Linked DNA regions of Ovis aries: region 1 is linked to region 2. Evidence: chromatin contacts called from public Hi-C data. All regions are on one chromosome and are shown on one strand. Each heading gives the region's core, a stretch centred on a gene start, on an enhancer-like site or on the middle of the called end of the contact. The rest is flanking DNA. Distances are from core to core; before and after follow the strand shown.

Region 1 (5,837 bases), core at 1,024-3,523, 97 kb after region 2:
ATTCTCTGCATATACTCTAAGGGGAAGTGTAAACTAGTTCCCTTGAATTTTAGGAGTTTGCTTTTACCTTGACTATAATAGGAGGGAAAAAAAGAAGAGAAAAAAATCCCATCTGTGAGTAGAGGAGGCCATTGGGCAGTTCTTGCTCAGATTTGTAGCCTGGGTTAGCAATGGCCCAAGAAATGTCCACCCAGGAAAACTGGTCTGAGATTAAGACAGCCTCAAGGCACACAGCAGAAACAAACAAAAGTCCTCTTTGAAATAAGCCACAAATACTTTTTCCTCAAATGTGTCCCCCCCACCCCCACCACGGTTATAAAGCAAAGAGACAGAGAAACTAGACACCATAGACCATTCACAGCAGACATTATCAGGCAGCAGCAAAGAATCTGAAAATAATTCAGACATTAAAACCATCATGATACAGGTTACAAAATAACTATGACTACTATGTTTCAAGACATAAAATAACCCAGCTCCAATCAGCAAGATGGGAAGCCCAGGTGGCTCAGTGGTTAAAGCCTGACAATGCAGGAGATCCATGTTAAATCCTTGAGTTGGGAAGATCCCCTGGAGGAGGCAATGGCAACTCACTCCAATATTTCTTGCTGGAAGAATCCCATGGACAAAGGAGCCTAGTGGGCTACAGCCTATGGGGTTGCAGAGTCAGACAGGACTGAGCAGGCCTGCGTGCACAATTAGCAGGCAACAGAGAGGACAGAAAAATATGCTTAAAGGCTCATGTATATGGAATCAGCAAGATCCAGAGTCAAAGGTCCCAGGTTCATCAACAGGGCAATGAAAGGAATATAAAGCTTTAAATGTTTTGCAGCTAAAATAGGATGTTTAGTATATGGTTTACTGCAGATACCTTTTATTAATTTCCTTTCCATCACTGGCTTTCCATGAGCATTTATCAGGGAGTGTTTGATTCAAAAATATTTATTCTACAATTACTGAGATATTATCTCCATTAATAAATTAATACTTGAATCCTGATGTTAAAACAATCTAACATGCACATAATGTGTTATTCTCCTTATGTAATTAGGAGCCCAATACTAAATTAGGCTAATATTTAGCTTATCAGTTTTCAAACCTACATTTCTGAGTAAAACTGAAACTGTTATTTTCCTTCAATTTGTTTTCCTTGTCAAGTTTTCCTATCAGAGTTATACTAACCCTCATAAAAAGTATTCCCAGTTTTTGTCCATTTTTCTAGAATTGTTTGATTAATGTGGAAGTCAAAGCTATAACAAATTTAGGGTTACCAAAGAGGATGGAGGGGGAGATAAATTAGGAGTCTGGGATTCACATTACCATACATAAAATATATAAACAATAAGGACCTACTGTACGGCACAGCAAACTATTCAATAGTATATAACAATATACAATTCTTTTCAAAAAGAATAGATATAGATGTATAACTGAATCATTTTGCTGGACACCTGAAACTAACACAACATTGTAAACTGACTGTAATTCAATTAAAAAAATTTTTATAAAGAAAGAAAACAGGGGAAATAATTGGGAATTATGTTTTCCTTATAATGTTTGGTTTAACTTGAGAAGGAAGCCTGGGTGGCCTGGAGTCTTCTTAGAGGGAACGCTTTGGACTACTCTTTCAATCTGTTTGCGAACTATTTTTTCCCCTGCATATGGAAAAAGCGGTACCTCCGGGGGACTTCTGTATTCCGGGAAGCAGACTGCGGAGGCCCTCGGCCACAGAACTGAAGCAAAGGCGCACAATACGTGGTCACTGCCGGCCATGGGAGAAAAAACACACCACTCGGGGCAGAGTCGGGCCCCCATATCCCCTGCCCTGGAAGCGTGTTCCGAGGGCACCACAAGACAGCGTCCCCGCAGGACCGCAGCGGAGCCTATTGCACTGTGGGACACGCGTGGCTACTCTGCTCATAGAGTGTGGGTGCGGGCTTCCGCTCGCTGCCCTACGCACCTGTTTCTCCCGCCTGCTCAAACATCGTTCCCATTTAGGAAGAGGGGGCATCCCCATCTCCCAGGAGCAAGGAGGACTGAGAGGACGGCGCCAGTTCAGGTACACCTAAAGGTAATGGAAGCTGACCTGAGGCCTGAGAACCATCGGAGGCTCATGAGACCGTCTAAGTGTAACTACTGGCCGCCGCCGCCAAGGGATCACGTGCCAGACGGCTGGCTCGGGTGCCACGCGATACCGCGTAGCCGGGTCTTTGCGATGGAGAGTGCTACCTCAGGCGTATTTGTGCCTCTGTCTCCGCGCGGCTTTGGGTCCCTTGCTTTGCCGCATGCGCAGCGCAGGATTACGTCCTACGCAGCACACACCAGTCGCCTGCGTTGTCACCCGAACCACACTTCCATTTCTTTCTCCAGGGTGCAGAGACGGGCGCCCGCCTGTCTGCCTCTCTTGGGCTGCGGAGAAGGTTGTCATGGAACTGGAGGTCAGGGAATCGAATAAGACGTCCTCGCCCGCATCTGCTAAGAGACTATCGTGATCCCCATCCTGAGGGTGGAAGGAAGAGTGCCCTAGGCGGGAGGCACTCCCAGGGTTTCGGGCTTCTGTTCCGTGTTCTCAAGAGAAATGGAGCGGGGAGCGCGCATCCTAGTGACTCCGTGCATTCGGCCACGTCACTGTTACTTTCTCTCTCTTTTGGGACTTCTTAGGAGTGAGTCAGAGTCCTAGACACCCTAGGTGTCCCGGGGGCTTACCTCATTCGAAGGAGAACAACCATCTCCCTCTCCTCCGCTAACGTGTTTTGGAGTTCAGGGGACTTCTTTCTGGATTTCTATCAGTTTCTGCATCCCCCGAGACTTAACTCTAAGCTGATCTTTCACCCGTACTGGACCTGCCCCATGGCCGTTATGTGTATATAAAGTATAAACATAAATTGATCTTTTAGATTTTTAGCTGCCAAGTTTAAAAACAAAAACAAAAAACCCCTGCATAGTCCTTGATTTCCATCCCCACACCATGGTAATAGGACTGATCCTTCACTACCGTCCACTGGTATTAACCGACCCTGGATGCTTACTATTGGACCTGTCACATCTCATCTGCTCCTTTCATGGTATTTGACATAATATTCTCCAGTTATATCTAAATGAATGCTTCCAAAATCTCAAAAAAAATTCTCCTCTGGTTATTAGGTTTGCTGTTTTATTGAAACATATATTAATCTCTATGTTACCTTGGCATTACCAACCAAACAATTCAAACCTGATCCTTCAAGAAGAAGAGTATTTTTTATTATTAGTAGTAAGCAGACCATTTTAAAGTGAAGTTGTCTCTGCTTCAGACATGCAACAGCAAAATTGCTGTTTTAGCAAATAACCATTGAGGCTGTTTGATCATTTCAAATGTCATGAAAAATATTTTTAAGAAAATGCTTAAAAATAAACAAAATAATTTCCTGTTTGTCTTTATCTTGTTGCAAATCCTTTTTTGAACCAGTCTAGTTCTGTTCAGTTCAGTTCAGTTGCTCAGTCATGTCCGACTCTTTGCGACCCCATGAATCGCAGCACACCAGGCCTCCCTGTCCATCACCAACTCCCGGAGTTCACCCAAACTCACGTCCATCGAGTTGGTGATGCCATCCAGCCATCTCATCCTTGGTCGTCCCCTTTTCCTTCTGCCCCCAATCCCTCCCAGCATCAGTCTTTTCCAATGAGTCATCTCTTCATGAGGTGGCCAAAGTACTAGAGTTTCAGCTTTAGCATCATTCCTTCCAAAGAAATCCCAGGGCTGATCTTTAGAATGGACTGGTTGGATGTCCTTGCAGTCCAAGGGAGCCTCAAGAGTCTTCTCAAACACCACAGTTCAAAAGCATCAATTCTTCGGCGCTCAGCCTTCTTCACAGTCCAACTCTTGCATCCATACATGACCAGTGGAAAAACCATAGCCTTGACTAGACGGACCTTAGTCGGCAAAGTAATGTCTCTGCTTTTGAATATGCTATCTAGGTTGATCATAACTTTCCTTCCAAGTAGTAAGCGTCTTTTAATTTCATGGCTGCAATCACCATCTGCAGTGATTTTGGAGCCCCCCAAAATAAAGTCTGACACTGTTTCCACTGTTTCCCCATCTATTTCCCATGAAGTGATGGGACCAGATGCCATGGTCTTAGTTTTCTCAATGTTGAGCTTTAAGGCAACTTTTTTACTCTCCTCTTTCACTTTCATCAAGAGGCGCTTTAGTTCCTCTTCACTTTCTGCCATAAGGGTGGTGTCATCTGCGTATCTGAGTGAAGTCGCTTAGTCGTGTCCGACTCTCTGCGACCCCGTGGACTGTAGCATACCAGGCTCCTCTGTCCATGGGATTTTCCAGGCAATAGTACTGGAGTGGATTGCCATTTCCTTCCCCAGGGGATCTTCCCGACCCAGGGATCGAACCCAGGTCTCCCGCATTGTAGACAGATGCTTCATTGTCTGAGCCACCAGGGAAGTTATTGATATTTCTCCCGGCAATCTTAATTCCAGCTTGTGCTTCTTCCAGCCCAGCATTTCTCATGATGTACTCTGCGTATAAGTTAAATAAGCAGGGTGACAATATACAGCCTATGGTGGAATATGTTTTACTGACTGAATGAGTGACTCCTCTATATACGGTTAAAAGATAAAATACACAATTTATCTGTCCAGTACACAGGTTGGGAGCCCTGTGCTAATGCTGTTTGTAGGGCTGCAGTTCAGTGTTCTTCTGTCACTCTGAATCATGGAATAATGCGTTCAATGTACTTCTTATCACATTATTGGAAGATGTTGTAAACGAACCTCCTGCTTTTTCTTCATTGTTGTTGCTGCTGCTGCTGCTAAGTCGCTTCAGTCGTGTCCAACTCTGTGCGATCCCATAGATGGCAGCGCACCAGGCTCCTCCGTCCCTGGGATTCTCCAGGCAAGAACACTGGAGTGGGTTGCCATTTCCTTCTCCAGTGCATGAAAGTGAAAGTGAAGTTGCTCAGTCATGTCCGACTCTTAGCGACCCCATGGACTGCAGCCTACCAGGCTCCTCCATCCATGGGATTTTCCAGGCAAGAGTACTGGAATGAGGTGCCATTGCCTTCTCTGTTTCTTCATTGTTAAGTGAACTTTATTCTAAGGAATTGCTCTCAGAACTTCTGCCACTAAAGGTAAGAATTATAATGATTTTTAAAAATTTAATCTATTTTTAACCTGTTTGGTAAAAGGTTTTATTATTATAAAACATGAAAACATTATTCACATGATTCAAATTTTGAAATGTAAAAATGCATGTAGTGAAAAATCTGTTTTACATCCTCATAACCTATTTGCTCTGTTCCCAAGGCACCTTATCCCAGGGATAACTAGTTGGGAAGAAATACAAATACACTTATTTTCCTTTTTCTCCATTTTACACATACAGTACATTTTACATAATGTTCTGTATCCTGCTTTTTTCATTTAAAAACATTTTTGGGATTCATATGAGTATATAATGTTATAATTTTTTGTATTTTTATACAGTATTCCACGGTATGGATTATGCTATAATTTTTTTTTTTTGACAGGAAGTAGGATTTATTTTGGTGAGCATGATTAAGGAGGAGACAGAACCAATGCTCTCATGAATGCAGGGCCTGCCATCTGTCCATGGAACCACGATTAGGGATGTATTTGACCCCACAGCTATCCAGGCAGGATAAGCCACTTTTCTGCCACCATGTTTCCAAATTCACCCTCATTAAACTTAGTAAATCCCCACTTCTTGGAGATGTGGATCTTCTGGCGGCCAGGGAATTGAACTTGGCCCTGTAGAGGGCCTCATCACGTGCTCTTTGTTCTGTAGCTTGGTGCAAATGGACGTTATGACTTGGCCAATGTGG
Region 2 (5,710 bases), core at 787-3,286:
TTGCTCCTGACTCTTACCTACTAATACCATCTCCACAGCTCATGAAGTTCAAGGTCAGCGTGGCCACCACCAGGAACACAGGCCTCCTTAGGCCACAATCTGAAGCCTGTGTTCTTAGGTCATCTGCTAAGGGCACTGCCTCAGGATTAGTGGAGGTCTGTGGAGCCCATTAGCACCTGCTGGTCCCACAAGGGCCTCCAAAAGCAGTTTGGACCCTGGAGACTAGACTCTAACTCAAAGCAAACGATGAAACAGAACCGTGAACTCTGCTCCATGTCTTCTTTTGTTGTTGAGAGCTGAGAATCACTAATAAGGAATTTATTTATTCAATAAATATTTTTTGAGCATACATAGGGCAAGAACTGGGCTCAGGCACAGTAGGAGTTATAGAAGAATGAAAGCTCGGTCTCTGCCCTCTGTCCAGGCCTGGGGCCAGGGCTGAGCCAAGGAGGGAGACGTGGAATGGCAACATTCCTTCCCCTTCCACCCTTTGCTCCCTGGGGGCAGCAGTTCTGCAGCCAACTGGCTAACTTTTACAGACTGGGTCTAAGAAGCCTTTTACCTCAAAACGTTTTCCCTCAAAATGGTCCAGTGAAAAGTCTTAGAGGCAAGGATCATAATAGCCACTTCATAGACATTTGTTTCTTGATTATATGTTTCCCCAACTTCTTCCAAGAAGACTTGGAGGGAGTATCCCACAGAACAAAAGGGACCCTAAAACTGAACCCACTGCCCTCCCCCCACCCCACTCCAGCGGTAAGCAAATGGTTCATACTCACAGTTCTGTGTGTCTCTCCTTTCGCATCTAAGTAGGCTCGGATAGAGGCCAGCCCGGCGTATTCCCCCTGGGCTCCGCTGCAAAGACAGGAAGAAGAGGGTCAGTGCTTTATGCCTCTCTGCCTTCATGTACTCATTCAATATTCATCAGGTACGGGCTGTAGGTTCACCAACATGTGACACAAAGTCCCTCCTAGAAAACAGTAAGCTCACCTAGGACCCCTGCACGAGCCGAATTCCACGAACAACCAGAACAACACCTGGTATGTGCACTATAGCTCACCCATTCCTACTCAGAGATGGGATTTCAACCCTCGCTCAGGACCATGCATCTAAAAAAAATCGTTTTCATTATGGAAAGTTCCAAAACTGTGCAAAAGTAGAGAGAAGAATGTAAGGGACCACCACATTGTGCCTCTTACCCAGCTTTAAAAATTAAAAGATTATGGTCAATCTTGTTTCTACCTATATCCCTCACTAACCCTCTCACTCTGAACTAGATTGTTGTGAAGCAAAACTCAAGCATCATATCATTTCATCAATTCAAACTTCAATATGTATTTTTCAAAGGTAAGAATTATTTTTTAAAATATAATTGCAATTATCACACTTAAAATGATGAACAATAATTTCTTAATATCACTAAATATTAGGCAATGATCCGATTATACTGCAAAGGAATTGTACATTGAGTACAATTAATTGAGTGTAATTGAGTGTGGTACCATTCCTGACAGACTCGGGGTCAGCTTTCCTAGGCCCCACATAGTCACGGCTGCTAGAGGCTGGCCATACCCATCTCAGCAGTCCTTGAAGGCACCACTTTTAGAGCACACTTAATGACTAACATTCCAGGGAGGAGTGCTGAGTCAATCATAAACTGTTACTTAATGTTCTCAGTACTCTCTGCAGGAAGGAAAGGAAGTGAGTAATAGGTTTTTTAATCCCATTCAAAATGCATATTTCCTCCATTTCACAAAATTACACCATCTTTTGACTCTGTGGAATGCCCAGTGGTTTTGGCATTCATCCCTCCTGGTCACCCCGTAATAATGAGATCATACTCTAAAAAAGAACAAGGCTTAAGAATAAACTAGATAAATTGTTTTATTTCTACATGAAAAGCTAAACTTGAGCCCTAGAAAACATTTTTTTGAGAAAATGGTGGGATAGAACCAGTTGAATATGACATATCTGCAAACTAGTATAGGGACATTGATGGCTTGGTGTCAGGAGATGGCAGGATTGACGATTTAGGGCTCAGCATGAGAAGAGGACAGAGCAGAGGAAAACATCGGGGGTGCAAGGCTTGGAGTCTGGCTGGAGGAATAAAGGGAAGCGGTGAATCCACAGCGTGGGTGCCACAGAGCAACAGAAGAGAATAGATGAGCTAAGGAATAATGGTAAGTGTAAGCTGCTCCAGTAATTAAGCACTTCCTATCTGCCAGGCACTGTGGTGCATAGACAAACCACAGGTAAATGAGAACCATTACTGCTGTCACCACCAAGCATTTTATAATTTTTTTTTTGACCTCAGAAAATGTATAGACTAGTATTAGGCATGGAGCAGCTCTGCAATACATGTTTAGTCAATTTGTTCAAAACTGAGTTCTTCTTCAGTCCAGACAACATTAATGTCATCATTTCGCCCATGGAAAAGGACTTCAACAAATGGACTTTGTCTCTACTCAATACTCTGTAATGATCTATTTGGAAAAAGAATTTTTTTTAAAAAGTGGATATATTTACATGTATAACTGATTCACTTTGATGTATAGTGGAAACTAACACATTGTAAATGAACTATACTCCAATAAAAATGAATTTGCTGCTGCTAAGTCGCTTCAGTCATGTCTGACTCTGTGCGACCCCATAGACGGTGGCCCACCAGGCTCCCCTGTCCCTGGGATTCTCCAGGCAAGAACACCAGAGTGGGTTGCCATTTCCTTCTCCAATGCATGAAAGTGAAAAGTGAAAGTGAAGTCGCTCAGTCGTGTCCAACTATTAGCGACCCCATGGACTACAGCCTACCAGGCTCCTCTGTCCATGGGATTTTCCAGGCAAGAGTACTGGAGTGGGGTGCCATTGCCTTCTCCGAAAAATGAATTTAAAAATGGATTTTGTATTTCCTTCTGTGTTTTTCTCATGACTTCTACTCATCTTGTGCTGGAAGATCAATCAAAGAAGGAAAGAAGAGACTGGAGCTAGGAGCCAGCAATCTAAGAGAAAGGCAGTATGCCAAAGACTTGATCAGAAATGCTGGATGTTTCCCGGCTTAGATGTTCTTAAAATCAGTCATGTTCCAAAAAGCGCAAAAGATATATCCTAAATCCTCCATAAGGATTATTCCTGGGGTACTATGAAAATAAAGGGAATTATTAGTGCCACCTGTTGGTGAAAAAGCATTATGAATAGTATCTGCTTATCTGCATAACCCAGATGAGAACTCATCAGGAAAGTACTACATGTGGAAGGGCAGCTAGGATAGTGGTTTTCTGACATCTATTCAAAACCAAGGGATTATACTGCATGGCACAGAGGACTCGATTCAATACTCTGTAATGGCCTATATAAGAAAAGAATCTTAAGAGCAGATATATGTATATGTGTAACTGACCCACTTTGCTATAAACCTGAAACTAACACAACATTGTAAATCTACTATAAAATAAAAATTAAATTTCTGCATGGTTTTTAAATTTATGAAAAAGTTAACATAGAACCCATTTTGCATGACTGCAGAATATGCTACAATTCATGACTTAGGGTGAATCCTGAAGTGAAGTGAAGTGAAATCGCTCAATCGTGTCCGACTCTGCGACCCCATGGACTGTAGCCTACCAGGCTTCTCCATCCATGGGATTTTCCAGGCAAGAATACTGGAGTGGGTTGCTAGTTCCTTCTCCAGGGGATCTTCCTGACCCAGGAATCGAACCCAGGTTTCCTGCATTGCAGGCAGACGCTTTACCCTCTGAGCCAGGGAAGCCCTAGAAGTCGCCAAAATTCATGCTGAATTATACTATAATTGAACTGAGAAAACAGTAGCATGTTTTATTTAAAACAGTCAAAGTGGGATGTTGTATTGATACAAGTCAAAAGGTATTAAAAATGTGCTCTAGAGAAAATGACGTTATGTATGGATCATAACTGAAAATTTAGGTGCTTATAATTTCAGCTTTATACATTTTTTGAATTATTCTTGTTTTAATTTTCTCTATTCTTCTGAAAATCATTAAATAGGTTAACACACCATTGTAGTTCACACACCAATAGCCACATTAAACGTGCAGTTTCAGAGACGTTTTCTTTTAAGCTGTCTACTAGTCGGTGGGCCTATTTTATTTTATTTTATTAACAACATCTGAAATTCTTAAGTTTTCTATACAATGTCCCTAAAAAATGTTACAATTAAAAAGACATTTTTGTGAAAAAGATTTTTTGAGTGATAAACTGTAAATTTAAATATGAAGTGAATTCCTTCCCATCTATAATATCTAACACCTAGCCCATTGCAAAAACTGAAACATTTGGAAGCTAAAATATGCATCATTACCCAATGAAACCAACATTTTTATAGATATAGGATTATTCTAAAATTTATATGTAAAGACAAAACAACTGAAATAGCATTCTGAAAAAGAAAAAAGAGGAATCAGTCCTGCCTCTAATGTCAAAGCTCTCCTTGACCTGATGTCCCTTTTCAAGTAGTCAGACAACAAGCTCCTCTGGATCTTAGTCTCCATCTGTCACATGGAGATAATGCCACCCGATTTACAGATGAATTTAAAATTAGTATTAGTAATACATTCTTCTGACTTTTTAAAAACTTCATAATGAAAAAAGGGATGAAGCTTAAGGTTAAAAAAAAAAAAAAGCCCCTAATTCTTACCAGTTTTACTCCCTCAAAAGAAGCAGTATTACTAATTTCTTGTGATACATAATGTTTAGGTACACATATATCCCCTCCCTTTTGGAACTTCCTCCCGTCTCCCTCCCTATCCCACCCCTCTAGGTTGATACAGAGCCCCTGTTTGAGTTTCCTGAGCCATACAGCAAATTCCCACAGGCTATCTATTTTACCTATGGTAATGAAAGTTTCCATGTTACTCTTTCCATACATCTCACCCTCTCCTCCCCTCTCCCCATGTCTATAAGTCTATTCTCTGTGTCTGTTTCTCTATTGCTGCCCTGTAAATAAATTCTTCAGCACTATTTTTCTAGGTTCTGTATATGTGCAGTAGAATACGATATTCATCTTTGTCCTTCTGTCTCACTTCACTCTGTATAATAGGTTCTAGGTCCATCCATCTCATCAGAACTGACTCAAGTGCGTCTCTTTCTACGACTGAGAAATACGCCATCGTGCATATGCACCACGGCTTCCTTCTCCATCCCCTGTCGATGGGCATCTAGGTGGTTGCAATGGGCATCTAGCACTGTTGTAAGAAGTGCTGCGATGATACATGTGCCTTTTTCAACCCTGGCTTCCTCAGGGTATATGCCTAGGAGTGGGATTGCTGGGTCATATCATATGGTGGTTTTATTCCTAGTTTTTTAAGGAATCTCCATACCGTCTTCCATAGTGGCTGTATCAATTTATATTCCCACCAACAGTGCAAGAGAGTGCCCTTTTCTCCATACCCTCTCCAGCATTGTTCGTAGACTTTTTGATGATGGCCATTCTGATCAGTGTGAGGTGATATCTAATTGTAGTTTTGATTTGCATTTCTCTAATAATGAGCGATATTGAGCATCTTTTCATGTGTTTGTTAGCCATCTGTGTGTCGTCTTTGGAGAAATGTCTGTTTAGGTCTTTTTCCTGCTTTTTGATTGGGTTGTTTGTTTTTCTGGTATTGAGTTGTATGAGCTGCTTGTACATTTTGGAGATTAATCCTTTGTCAGTTGCTTCATTTGCTATTATTTTCTTCCATTC

What was found. Hi-C and Micro-C count contacts between places; a contact is called where the count stands out from the background.
Region 1: a contact with region 2 is called in a Hi-C map of omental adipose tissue, with 2.1 times the contacts expected there. The contact joins two enhancer-like sites. A contact is called at or near these places in 5 of 16 Hi-C or Micro-C datasets (hypothalamus, muscle, omental adipose tissue and 2 more).

What each region holds. Positions count from the first base shown.
Region 1 is chr2:74,659,523-74,665,359 of ARS-UI_Ramb_v3.0, forward strand. No RefSeq gene overlaps it. Among named protein-coding and RNA genes, the nearest start is that of GLDC, 40 kb to the left of the region's middle. Within about 2 kb of position 2,274, at least 34 of the 54 cell types and tissues checked have an H3K27ac peak or open chromatin away from gene starts, as enhancers often do.
Region 2 is chr2:74,562,290-74,567,999 of ARS-UI_Ramb_v3.0, forward strand. GLDC (glycine decarboxylase) reads right to left here. Exons shown (of 25, transcript XM_004004372.6): 16 at 780-855. Among named protein-coding and RNA genes, the nearest start is that of GLDC, 58 kb to the right of the region's middle. Within about 2 kb of position 2,037, at least 3 of the 54 cell types and tissues checked have an H3K27ac peak or open chromatin away from gene starts, as enhancers often do.